Regions from separate parts of the Gossypium raimondii genome. Here region 1 is linked to region 2. The links are chromatin contacts, called in public Hi-C maps. All regions are on one chromosome and are shown on one strand. Each heading gives the region's core, a stretch centred on a gene start, on an enhancer-like site or on the middle of the called end of the contact. The rest is flanking DNA. Distances are from core to core; before and after follow the strand shown.

Evidence for each region. Hi-C and Micro-C count contacts between places; a contact is called where the count stands out from the background.
Region 1: a Hi-C map of leaf shows a contact between it and region 2, with 3 times the contacts expected there. The contact joins the promoter of LOC105794318 here to the promoter of LOC105794315 in region 2. A contact is called at or near these places in 2 of 2 Hi-C or Micro-C datasets (both in leaf).

Annotation. Positions count from the first base shown.
Region 1 is chr3:42,118,598-42,124,667 of ASM2569854v1, reverse strand. It overlaps LOC105794318 (vacuolar fusion protein CCZ1 homolog B), which reads left to right and starts at 3,382. Exons shown (of 10, transcript XM_012623450.2): 1 at 3,382-3,491; 2 at 3,599-3,807; 3 at 3,919-4,012; 4 at 4,285-4,468; 5 at 4,715-4,824; 6 at 5,827-5,922. The coding sequence starts at 3,626.
Region 2 is chr3:41,948,182-41,955,139 of ASM2569854v1, reverse strand. It overlaps LOC105794315 (pentatricopeptide repeat-containing protein At1g51965, mitochondrial), which reads left to right and starts at 3,480. Exons shown (of 4, transcript XR_008194465.1): 1 at 3,480-4,362; 2 at 4,847-6,067; 3 at 6,496-6,576.

The DNA of each region.
Region 1 (6,070 bases), core at 2,133-4,632, 170 kb before region 2:
ACACTAAATGCAATAGCAAGAGAAGAAATCATAATCGAATAAATTATACGTACAAAAGTTTTAAAATAATATATATATGTATATATAAATATGAAATAGACTCAAAATAGAGTTTAAAATAAACACTAGATAGAATGATAGTATTTAGATGAATTTTGTAATAAATATTATGCAAGAAGAAAATTTAAAATATATGCAATAATATACATGTGTTAATTTAAAATAAGTAATACATAATTGGATTAAATAATAATACACAAGAAATTTTAAAACAAATGTATAATAAATCCAAAGTGGTAATATAATTTTATTTATAACATAAAATAATACTACATAAAAATACGTAATGAAACTAATTATTAATATATGATGGTAATTCAAAACTTAAAGTAATAATATAAATAACAAAATAATAATATATGTAAATAGGTAAATAAACGTATAAACTAATATAAATAATAATACTAATAGTTATAGTAGCATTAATAATAATAACAATAATAATAAAAATAGTTAAGTACTTAAAAAACATAAAGGGGACTAAATCGAAAATTAAAACCAAATTTAAGGGAAAGACAACACAATTAGAAATATCTAAGGGCTGTGTCAAAACATGCGCGTAATATTAGGGACCAAAAAGGGAAATAATCCCGTGCCCTCAAAATGCAGCATTGCATGTGGACTAAGATGAAATCCGTAGGAAAATAGACGACCCAATTTAAAGAAACAACAGAAACTAGGTTGAACCAAAGCGCAAAGCAAATAACCCCACCAATACTAGGACGCGCGGATCTAATCCGCTTCGGGTCGGATCATTGGGTTATAGGATTGAACGACACTGTTTTGAGGGTATTGAAACAAACCTCAAACGATGTCATTTTACATGGCCCTTATAAATAAAAAAGAAAATGTTTCAGCCATTTTGAATCAAAGAAAACCCTAGCCGCTCTCCATTTAAAAACTTGGCCATCCGAACACCGATTAATCTCCGCCCAGACTCCGACGGCGATGGAGGGAGCGAAGACCCAACGGCGCTGTTAAAAGGTAATTTCTCGCTTTTTATTTTATATCTATCCTTATATATGTATATATGATAAAAAAACTGAAAAAGAAAGAAATATGAATTGGAAAAAGAACAGAATGAAAAAAAGAAAGAGAAAAAAAACCTTGTTTTCAATTTTTTCTTTTTGTATTTATTTCGTGTGTGTCCCCCTTACAAATTCTGGAAAATGGCTTTATATAGCCGAAGATAAAACGAAATAAAAATTACAACAAAATATATTTCGCTCTTTTGTATTTGCTGCTGTTTTCTGTTCGTTTTTGCTTGTTTGCTTGTGTGCAGGTACGGCCGTACGGAGCAATGGGAGTGGAGGCATGGCACGTGGCGGTGGCGCACGTGCGAGGGAAGGCCCTGGTGGCTGTGATGCTGAAGGCTTGTTGTGGCTGCTAGGGTTTCGGCGTTTGGGGAATGTTTTGGGCTAGGTTGGGCTGGATTAGGCTTTGGGCTAGTCTAGTGTTTGGGTTGTTTAGGTATTGGGCTTGCTGATATGATTTGAGTTTATTATTTTTTGGCTTGTAACTATGGCCTGATGGACTTTTAATAATTTTTTGTTTTTATTTATAAAATTGGGCTGGGCAAATTGGGTATTACAGTTCCATTAGGTTTTCCTGATAAGGTTTTTAATGAGGTAGCATATTATACGTATTATAGATTCTCTACTCTTTTTCCTTCATTAGGTTTTTATCCCATAGGGTTTTTCCTAATAAGGTTTTAATGAGGCACATTATATACCAATGGACATTCAATGGGGAGTGTTATGAATATCTTATTAAGTGGATGTCCATCATGATCAAGATAAATTTTTGGTGTACTTTAAATTCTAATAGTTAATAGAATTAGATCTTTACTTCTTTTATACTTCTTATGCCTATAAATAGAGACTCTAATGAAGCATTGTAATCATCCCTTTCGTTCAATAAAGTATATCATCTATTGCTTTTATATTTTCTTTTATTCTTTATTCTCTCAATCTCTCTTTATTTATAACATAATTGTCTTTTTTTGTTACACAAAAGTAATATTTTCAGAATTGAACCGGTGGTTAAATTAATTAGACAATCGATTCATGTTTCAATCAGTTCATTCGGTTTAATTGAATAAATTTATTAAAGATATAAAAGAGGAAAAAAAAAGAAGGAAAAATTGGTTCACTCAACTTGATCGTCAATTCAATTGGTCTAATCGATTCAACTGATTCACGGTTAATCGATCTGATCCCTTATTTAGGACCTATACCCCGATCGACTCCCGAATCAACTGGTTGGTCTAATTCTAAAAACGATGCATAAAAATTATAATTATCAAGGTACTTGATTTTTATAAATATATAAAAGGATTAACAACAAAAATTCAATCCTAAAAAATAATATCTAATTTAGTAACACTTAATTTTTTTTAAATTTATCAATAGTACCTAACTTCCAAGGTATCTATACGACTCACTCCGTAATAAAACTATTAAAATACCCTCTCAAATGTAAATATATATATAAGGGTGTGTTTGTGTTTCTATATAATAAATTCATAAAAATTTGATTATAATAATATATGAACCTAAAATACCATACATGATAAATATTTAACTTTATTATTATAACCAAAGCATCAACTATTTTTATATAGATTTTAATAGATATATATATTTTAATTATTTTCACTCACGTGCCATTAATCTAGTTTATTATAGGTTTGAATGAGAAAGATTGAAAAATCAAAATTGATCTAAATTGTAATGTTTGAACGGTTTATGAAATACAAATTAAAAATTGTGGTTACTCAAACCAGATCAATTCTAGTTTTTATTTAATTTATAATTAAATCTAATTTTATGATATAAAAATAAAAAATATTTAAAATAGTCAAAATTATTTAAGAGTTTTGTATAAAAATATGTATTGATTATTGTTTATTTACTTGAAAAATTATTCTTTAAAATTTATCAAATAATATTAAAAATCATAAAAATAACTTTAATTTCTCAAAATAAGTCTAAAAATAAAAAGCTATATAAAAACTAAAAATCAAATCAAATTATAATGGTAAGTGAAAAATGTAAAAAATCCAATTAAACCTAATTAATATGTGATTGTCCCTCCCAATAATTTTGTCTTCAAGATTCGAGTTTAAGTCTTTTCCTTAATGTACCTTATCATCACACTCAACTAATTCTTAGTTAGCTTTTGATAATTTAAATTTAAGCAATTTGGAAAGAGTGGTTGTAGGCTTTAGGCTCCAAACTTGATGCCCAACTCAAATTGGGCTTTACCATGAAAGCCCAAAAGTTCCCCTTTTTTTAATTTAATTTTTAATCATTAACTAACAATTACTCCTTCCACCTACGATTCAAAGTTCATCTCCAAACCGCAAGTCTACTCGCTCTTGTTCTTTGGCTACTGAGGATCTGAGAAGCTTCGTCGCCAAATTTTACAGAGTAAGTGTTTTGGCATCTCACTGTCGCTTTTTCTTAATTTTTCTTTCCTATTAATTGTGTAGCTTTTTTTGCGTTCCAATCTTCCTTTTTCTGTTTATTTCAATCAGGTTCATTGAAACAAATTAGCTAGTTTCATGGGTTTGTCGTCTATTGGCACTGCTACTGAAGGCATGCAACTCTGCATATTTGATTTGAGAAGAGGCCAACACGAAGGGCAAGAACTTGATAAAATTTTATACTTCTTTCCTCCTGATTTGCCCTTTTCGACTCAACTCTCTGTGATTGGGCTCAGCGAAGGGCTTATTACATTCACGCGGTTAGTACTAAGGAACCCCTTTCGTGATCCATCGTGTTCAGTTTAAGATTAGAACAAAGTTTCTTTGTTTAGCTAGTTCTTTTTACAAAAAAATTCGAGTTTTTTCTGCAGAATTTTCTCTCCGGAGGCTGCTTGCGAGGTTATAGAGGCAGAGAGGCACTCTCATGTCTTTTACGAGGCAGAGCCAGATATTTGGATGGTTATGGTATGAATGTAGTTGTGACTATCTAGTGTGATATATATTTTTTCTATGTCCATTTGCTTCTGAATGATAATTTTAGGCATAGATGTACAAATGTTTGGTTATTGGTGTCAATAGATTGTCTTGAAATCTTGAAACCTTGTTTAGACATGTTCCGTTAATTACCAGCATTTTGTTGGAAAAAGAGTAAAGTACATATATCTTGGTCAATCTGTAAAAATTTTTTCCCTTGATGGGAAAGTCTGATGTCTGATATCTGCTATTTATTGTTATAGATAGTGGAGAAAAGTAAGGAGCCGGAAGCCATATGGCGGATTGATGCATTAAGAGAGGTTCTCAAGGAAATTCACTCTCTTTTCATGATGTTTCATGGATCTATTAGAGCTTTGCTTGACAAAGAACCTGGCGGAGGACTAACTCGTGCTCATTTATACCCTTTCATCATGGATTATCTAAGAGGTAAGTTATGAAATTTTATGTCTGCTTGAAACTTGTGCTAAGTTTATTGTTATTTTGTCTTTTATTCAAAATATTTCATTGCAAGTCACTAATTGTCAGCATGTCAAAAGCTGTCTCCCTTGGATGAGTGCTGCTGGGGTAATGCTGAAGTTGCTGTATCAAATGGCTTTATCTGGATTTGTGCTTCCAAGTCTTGCTGAAGTAGCTATATCTCATACCTTATGTATAACTTTTATTTTGAGGCAGATTTTCTGGTTGGGAAGAAACTCCTGTTGCCATCATTCCGTGACTGTTTAAAGGAACGAAGGACTGTACAGATGCTAACTGTAGGACGAGAGGCTGCAATTGAAGTTCAGGTTTGTGTTAAGAATTTGTGTGCATGCGTGTGTGTTTTGGCAGTTATCATGTGTAGTTGAATTGCCAAAATTCTTTCACATTTTCCATAATAAGTGGTTTAAAGTTCCTACCTCCGATGAAGAAACTTATATTATGGTAGTTTCGAGTTATGTACCCTTGGAACTAAAATACTAGTGACTGGATATTAGCATACTGAATAACTGATAATAGATAGTTTCTATGCTCGAATGAATCTGCTCTGCTTTATATTTGAAGTGATAATGTAGTTTGAATTTGAGGTCTGGTGCCATCATTACTCTGTATCTACTGAACCATCAAACGACATATTTCCACTTGTGTAAAAGTTTCCCATATATTGTTCCTATCGTAGATTTCTAAGTTCTTGCTATATAATTAGAGCAAAGTGACACTATATTATATATTGTCGTTGTTTGTAAATTGTCTAGATTTTTTCTCTTTTCAGTGGGCAAGTCAACGCAATCAAGCTCACCTGTAAGATCCAGAGACATGAGTCTTCTATTGAACACACTTTTTGATTTTTCTTCTTGACTATATATATAAGGTTTAGGATTTTCATAGGAAAAACTGGTAAAGGGAGTTTAATAAAGCATTAGATGCCTCTCTTAGATTTGCTTTCTTAATTTACCAGAATAAGAGATATGGCATTAATGAGTGAATCTAATTGAACAGTTCTCAGTGTTTGACCTTCTAAATAGTTGTTTGATTCTTCCAAAAATGAGTCTGGATAATCCTATTTGACCTTTTATACCAGATGCAAGAGTTGACAACACTGTTGCTTTCTACTGCAATTTTTAACCTGCTAACTTAAACTATTTTAAAACCGGAGATTAGAAACTTATAGAAAATCATTCATTGCTGCTTTGCTTGATTAAAACTTTATATAAGCATAGAAGATGAACAGTACCATATGCACCTTAAAATGAGAGTTGTTTGTAATTGTTATTTCTTTTAGTTTTAATGATTTCCTCTTGTTTTGGCAGACACTTGTCAGACTATTAGAATCTTCTGCTGGCAACGCACCATGCTCCTCGCTCATTTTATTTCAAGACTTGCTCGTGTCCACAACACTTTCTCCTGTATGGTCTGATCTTCAAAGCTGATGTAGCAGTTTTCTAGTTTCTCTCACCCGACTCAAATTTTATACTAAAATGACATTAATGTTTAATGGCTAAATAAATTTTCCTGGTCAACATTCTTACAGGAACCATTCCTGTTAGATTTTAT
Region 2 (6,958 bases), core at 2,231-4,730:
GTAGGCTTTAAAATGGAATTAGACCATTAATAGAAATAATGGATGGTTTAGTTCATCATTTGGTTATATGTTAAGGTTAATTATAAGGGTAAAATAGTAAATTAGTAAATAAGAAAAGATAAACTAAAATAAAACAAAATCATCATCATCATCTTCATTAGCTTACCGCTGAATAGGGAGAAAGAAGAAAAAGATCGTAGTTGAAGTAAAAGGTTCGACCGAGCAAGGTTTTGTGCATATAAGTGATTTTATCTCATTATTAGTGATTTTATGTTTTTGTCCCCATGCCCAAAATTGCATGGTCTTGTCGTCCACATGGATAATTTGTGCATGGTCATCTTTTATTTATTTAAATCATGTTTCCATATACTACCTACATAGTGAAAAATACATACATTAATAAATTAACATGAATTAATATAAAATATGCATGAAAATCATGTCTAAAATTACTAATTAAGTAAAATTCACTTATTTCGATAATTATTACTCGAGATAAACATAATAATTAAGTAAAAAGGTGGTAAAAACATATAGAAAACCCTATATAATTTCGAGTTTACATCAGTGCCCCAAAATATGTACATGCAGGAACAAAAGAACCATGGACGTGCGGTGCTACGTAGTGCGGTGCTTGTAAGAAAACACGGGGTTAGTGAAATGAATAAGAATAAGTGGAGTTAATTGACCGAGATATTGTGTAGACATAGACGGCGGTTCTTTGGTCGGAGTCGATGACGAACCCATCGTGTGACCGTGTCTGGCCTTACATTGCTGGGGTGGTCGTCGTTGCCTCTTCTAATGAAGGTGCCTACTCCTCGCCTCCACCGATAGTAGATACAACATTCTGGCGACTTGAACCATGACATGTACTCTAAACAGGCCACAGTGTCTGTTGAGAAAAATGGTTCATGGAAGGGTAAGAATTCCATCCTACGATCCCAAATGTCTATGTAGTCCTTGTGAATCTCTTTCCAGTCCTCGTCATTCTCCCCTTGAAGGTCCACATTGTGCAACTTATTTATGTGTCGCAATGGCAGCTGAATTTTTTGCCTCCATCTGAATTGCCGCATCACTCGATCTGATTCGTATATTTCCACCATCGTGTACACTATCAACGGCACCTTCGCGTCCTACATCCTCTGACTGGCCAACAATTCTGGTGAGATGTAATTTATGATATCGGTGTCGGCATATGACATCCATTCAAACTGAAGTGAACAAGTAAATTCTGTTATCTACAAAATTTTATTTTACAAATCATTGCATAATTAATATATGTTTGAAAGAGTAAGTAGCTAATATCAACTTTTGAGCGTTGATCTAACAACAACCTAATATCTTTCAGTTGGTCGGGTAGTCCCACGTAACTCGGCCCATGGTTCTACCTGTATAAGCGATATGTTAGTTCAAACATATAATAAATAAAAACAATTATTATACAAACTACGTATTTATTAACAAATAATTTTACCTTGTCACCAACATGAACTTGTATGGGTTGCTCATTCAGGGATGTAGAAACGGTAGTCGCCACCAATCCTACAACTACAGCAGGAAAAGGCAACCACCGATTGAGATCATATTTGATTTCGTCGCCTGACACAACTCCTGGTACAACGTGGCCAACACGACGATCCCCAACCCAATTTTTCACATTCTTTGAAGTCCACTAAGTGTAGTAGTCACCTTATGTGCACCAAATTTCGAGATTTATCAGACATTAAAATGCCCCTGATTGATCTTAGAATGAATGCTCGGGCGTATTATCCTTTGACCATATTGGTTGCGTGCGGAGGAAGCTTCTTGAAATTGGTCTCCAACCACTTCATCTGTATCCAGCCACCTTCGAACGAGTTCAAGACCTTGCCCAATAATGTCGCGTAGAGGTCTTCTTTACTGAGAACTATCGTTGATTCCATGACAACTGACCCATCCACCAGTAGACTGAGTTATAACTCTACGTCCTCGAGTGTGATTGTACACTCGCCGCATATAAGATAGAAAGTGTGTGTTTCGGGCCTCCATTTTCCCACCAACTTTCTGATGAGTGTAGGATCGAGTTTGCATCCCCCAAGCATACAAGATGTATCAAGAATCCCGCCTCTTGCAAGTAACCACAAAGTTCGGTGATTGGAGGCATTGCCAAATTATGTATGATCCCTTCCAAAACAGGATCATTCACCTATTTATAAAAGACAAAAAAATTATTTTAAAATATTAAAAAAATTAAACTTAATTGAAAATAACGAAATTTAAAATTTCATCTTACCATTACTACTTGAGCGGCGAAAATGTGTTTCTCATCGAAACAAATTAAAGAGGTTTTCATTTGTGAAAACTTAATCTGAATGAATAAAATACAGAATAATTAAAAAACTAATATTTTTAAACGAGAATATCGAAAAGTTTAGAATAAGAGCTTGTGAAAATCGAGAGAATTTAGAGAGTTGAGAGAATAGAAAGATTTGAGAGAATAGGATGTGAGTGAAATAAAGTAAAATTTGGTGGTATTTATAGAGAAAAATTTTGGACCATTTGGCATTTAATTTTTTTTACTATTGGAATTAACCATTGGGGGAAACGCACACTGTTTCCAGCCAAGATGTAGAAAGCGCACTCAGTTGGACGCGCTTTCCTTTTCTCTCTTAAAAAATGACCTATTTCTTTAATTTTTGAAAAAAAAGACCTAAAACCCTGATTTAAAAGAAGACATATACCGCTAAATTAGCCAGTAAAATAATTCAATTAATTGAACGGAAAATTAAGTGATGTAAGTAAAAGTGAGCAAAATCTAATTTGATTCTAAAACTCGATAAAAAATTAAATTTTGAATTAGATAGTTCGAGTTATTTGAGTTAATCAAGTTATTTGAATCAACTCAAATAAAAATTAAGTTTTTCTATTTAACTTGAATATGAATTACACAATTTGAGTTATCCAAAATCAATAAGAAAAGGCAAAAGTACATCGTTTTGATAAATATTTACCTTTTCAAAGTTAAAAGCCAAAACCATTAAGTTAAAAGGCAAAACTACTTTGTTATCGTTTTGATAAATATTTACCTTTTCAAAGTTAAAAGCCAAAACCATTAAGTTAAAAGGCAAAACTACATTGTTTTGATAAATGTTTACTCATTAAGTTGAAAGTCAAAACCATTATATTATTTATGTAGTTAAATAATATTGTACTTCGTCTACTAGTTAAATAATCTATCCATGTAAACACAATATTTTGTATAAATAATAAGATTCGTTAACTCGACTAGAGATTTTTTGACTTGATTCGATTTGATTTGAAAAAAATTCAAATTGAATTCAATTTCTAAAATACAATTCATCAACTCGATTAAATTAAAATTTTTTAACTCAATTCAACTCGACTCGACTCGACTCGACTTGACTCGATCGAATACTCACGTACATGTATTTAAAAACCATTGCTTTCGAATTTTAACAGACCAAAATTTTGTAGTCACTGTTTAGATGTTGTCCTAAAGAGTCCTTGATCTTGACTCTTGGAGTTCATTTTTCACTCAATTTTTTGAACCAAAAAAGCGAAGAACCGTTGTAGAGCGAATCGTAAGTGGCGCAATAATAATCCTCCGTGATGCACCGTCCCAACCGCCGCCGATTCCACCACATTATAACCAGTAGCCGCCGCCACTACGCGACCAAATACATAGCCAAAATAACCTCAACTTCCCCGGGCGGTCGCTCCCTCTCCGCCGAAGTCTCCCTTCCTACCGTCGTCACCGACTCTCGCGGCTACCCGATCCCACGCTACCAACTCATCTGCAAAGTGACACACATCCTCACCAAATCCCAATCCCAATCCCAATCCAACCCTTTCGCCGATCTCTCACAGTACCTTTCGTCCCTCTCCCCAACCCTCACCACCGATGAAGCCTCCCTCATTCTCAAATCCCTAAGCTGCCCTTCCCTCGCCTTGAAATTCTTCCACTTTTGCTCCTCCCTGTCCCCCAATTTCCGCCACGACCCATTCACCTATTCTCGTCTCTTCCTCATCCTCTCCAAATCCTTGCGCCCCGATCGCTTCAACACCGTACGGTCGCTCCTCGATGACATGGAAAAGTCCGGCATACGTGGAAACATCTCCACTGTCAATATCCTTATAGGGTTTTTCGGGAACACTGAGGATTTGGGCACGTGTATGAGGCTAGTGAAGAAATGGGAGTTGAATATGAATGCTTACACTTATAAGTGCTTGGTTCAAGCTTACTTAAGGTCATTTGACTCAGGGAAAGCGTTTTCGGTTTATGGGGAGATGAAGAGGAAAGGTTACAAGTTAGATGTCTTTGGTTATAACATGTTGTTGAATGCTTTGGCGAAGGATGGGAAGGTTTGATCTTTATTTTAGTCTCTTCTTAATTGATTGATATGTTCTTACAAATTCGATTTGGTTTTCTTTTGACTACTGCTTAATGGTTTGTTTTGGTTTTCTGATTTCAAGTATTTTGGGGTTTAAAAGCAAATCCTGTGGTAGATTGTAAAAGCATAGATTCAAGGCTCATTTTCTTGGTGTTTTTGTTACTTCCTTTTTGCTACTTATTATCTGCGTTTACTTCTTAAACAGTTACTTGAACAGCAAATCTAAATTAATTGACTAAAAATGAATTAAGTACTAAAATGTAACACTATTTTGAACATGATTGTCTTACGTAGAAGTAAAATATTGCACTTCTTTCTCTAGATTTGATAATTATGGTATTTACTTTTACATTTTGCATCAGAACATGTTTCCCCCCTTTAAATATATATATTGTTACTGAATGCATCCATTTCAAGTGCCTTGAAGTGCTAATCTGATCTGCAGCATTTGACAGGTTGATCAGACGTACATGGTTTTTGAAGACATGAAAAGAAAGCATTGTGTGCCGGATGATTATACGTACACAATTATGATGAAAATGAATGGAAAACTTGGTAGATGTGATGAATCACTGAAACTTTTTGATGAAATGGTGTCAAATGGCTGTTCTCTTAATTCGATTACTTATAATACTGTGATTCAGGCACTAGCCAATGGGCGGATGGTTGACAAGGTTATTAGCCTCTTCCGTGAAATGGTCGAGAATGGTTGTCGGCCCAGTGAATTTACATACAGTGTGATTCTAAATGTTTTGGTTGTGGAAGGGCGACTTAATAAACTAGATGAAGTTATTGAAATATCAAAGAAATATATGAGTAAGTCAATATATGCATATCTTGTAAGGACATTGAGTAAGCTGGGTCATGCTAGCGAGGCTCACCGGTTATTTTGCAACATGTGGAACTTTCACAATAAGGGAGACAAGGATGCATATGTTTCAATGTTGGAAAGCCTTTGTAGTGCTGGTAAAACAACTGAGGCAATTGATCTGCTAAGTAAGATTAAGGAAAAGGGAATCAATAGTGATGCATTCATGTATAACATGGTATTTTCTGCACTTGGTAGGCTAAAGCAAATATCCCATCTTCATGACCTTTATGAAAAGATGAAACAGCAGGGTCCTTCACCCGATATATTTACTTACAATATTCTAATCTGTAGCTTTGGAAGGGCTGGGAAAGTTGATGAGGCTATCAAAACCTTTGAGGAACTCGAGAAAAGTGATTGTAAACCTGATATTGTATCGTATAATTCTTTGATCAATTGCCTCGGGAAAAATGGTAATATTGATGAAGCTCACATGAGGTTCAAGGAGATGCAAGAGAAAGGATTAAATCCAGATGTTGTAACATACAGCACACTCATTGAGTGCTTTGGCAAAACAGATAAAGTTGAGATGGCTTGTGCACTATTCGATGAAATGTTTGCTGCGGGCTGTTGTCCAAACATTGTGACATACAACATTTTACTCGACTGTCTTGAGAAAACTGGCAGGACTGCGCAGGCAGTAGATCTGTATACAAAACTTAAACAGCAGGGGTTAACACCTGATTCAATTACATACGCGGTGCTTGAACGGCTACAAAGTGGGCCACAAAAGAAATTTAGAGTTCGGAGGCAAAATCCTATCACTGGTTGGGTTGTTAGCCCTTTGAAATAATGAAAGGCTAGAAAGGTTAGATTCAAAATTTACCATTTTTGCAGTTAACTATTTGAGCATTTTGAATCTAATATATCCCTTGATATACTTAAATAGTTGACTCCCAAGTAGTTATGAATCAAGGCTAGAGTAAGTTCGGTTTTATCATGTTTAGCTGGTTCATTGGAGAGGCTTTTTAAAGGGAGATATCTTGTTCAAATGGTGGTGTTGGAGAATATCTAATTTCTTTTTGATCAGGGGAAGGGGTTGTTGAGGTTCAAACCCTCGTCCTGGTGACAAGCTAAGACGTGAAAGCAATAGAAGTCTTTTGCTATTATACTAGTGGTTTGGTTTGGAGAATCTCTAATTGATTTCTTGGTACATTGCGTGGATTATTTACAATAGAAGAAGATTATATGCTTGATTTTCAGCCCTGACTGATTTCTTGTTCATTTGCTGCTAAGCTATTGACAGCCGGAGAAGGTGTCAATTTGTGTCAACCATTTCCCATCGACTAATAAGAAGTCTGCAAGCCAAGTCTTTAGGTATGTAATATGCATTTAGCTTTTTGAATGCTCCTCCCAGGCCTCCTTGCCCTATACTTTTTTTCCCTTTAATTAAATTTTGTCCCCTTGCAATTTTGTTAAAAGTTGGCGTTGTGTAGGACTCAAACTAAAATGATTGCATTGAAGTTGGAGGAGAGGGTTTTGGGATTCTTCTTTTGCAAACTTCTAAGTTGCTTTGAGAATATTAGTGAGTTGTATGATAAACCACACATAAACGTAACGTTCATTATCTTCTTTCTTCAAATTATTTAATAGTAAATATTTGTAGAGATCTGCTTGCAATTTTCAAACTTATGTTTTAAATACCTTTTTAAATATATAAGCATATTAAATCTTAATTATAATGTTCCTAATCATTGTT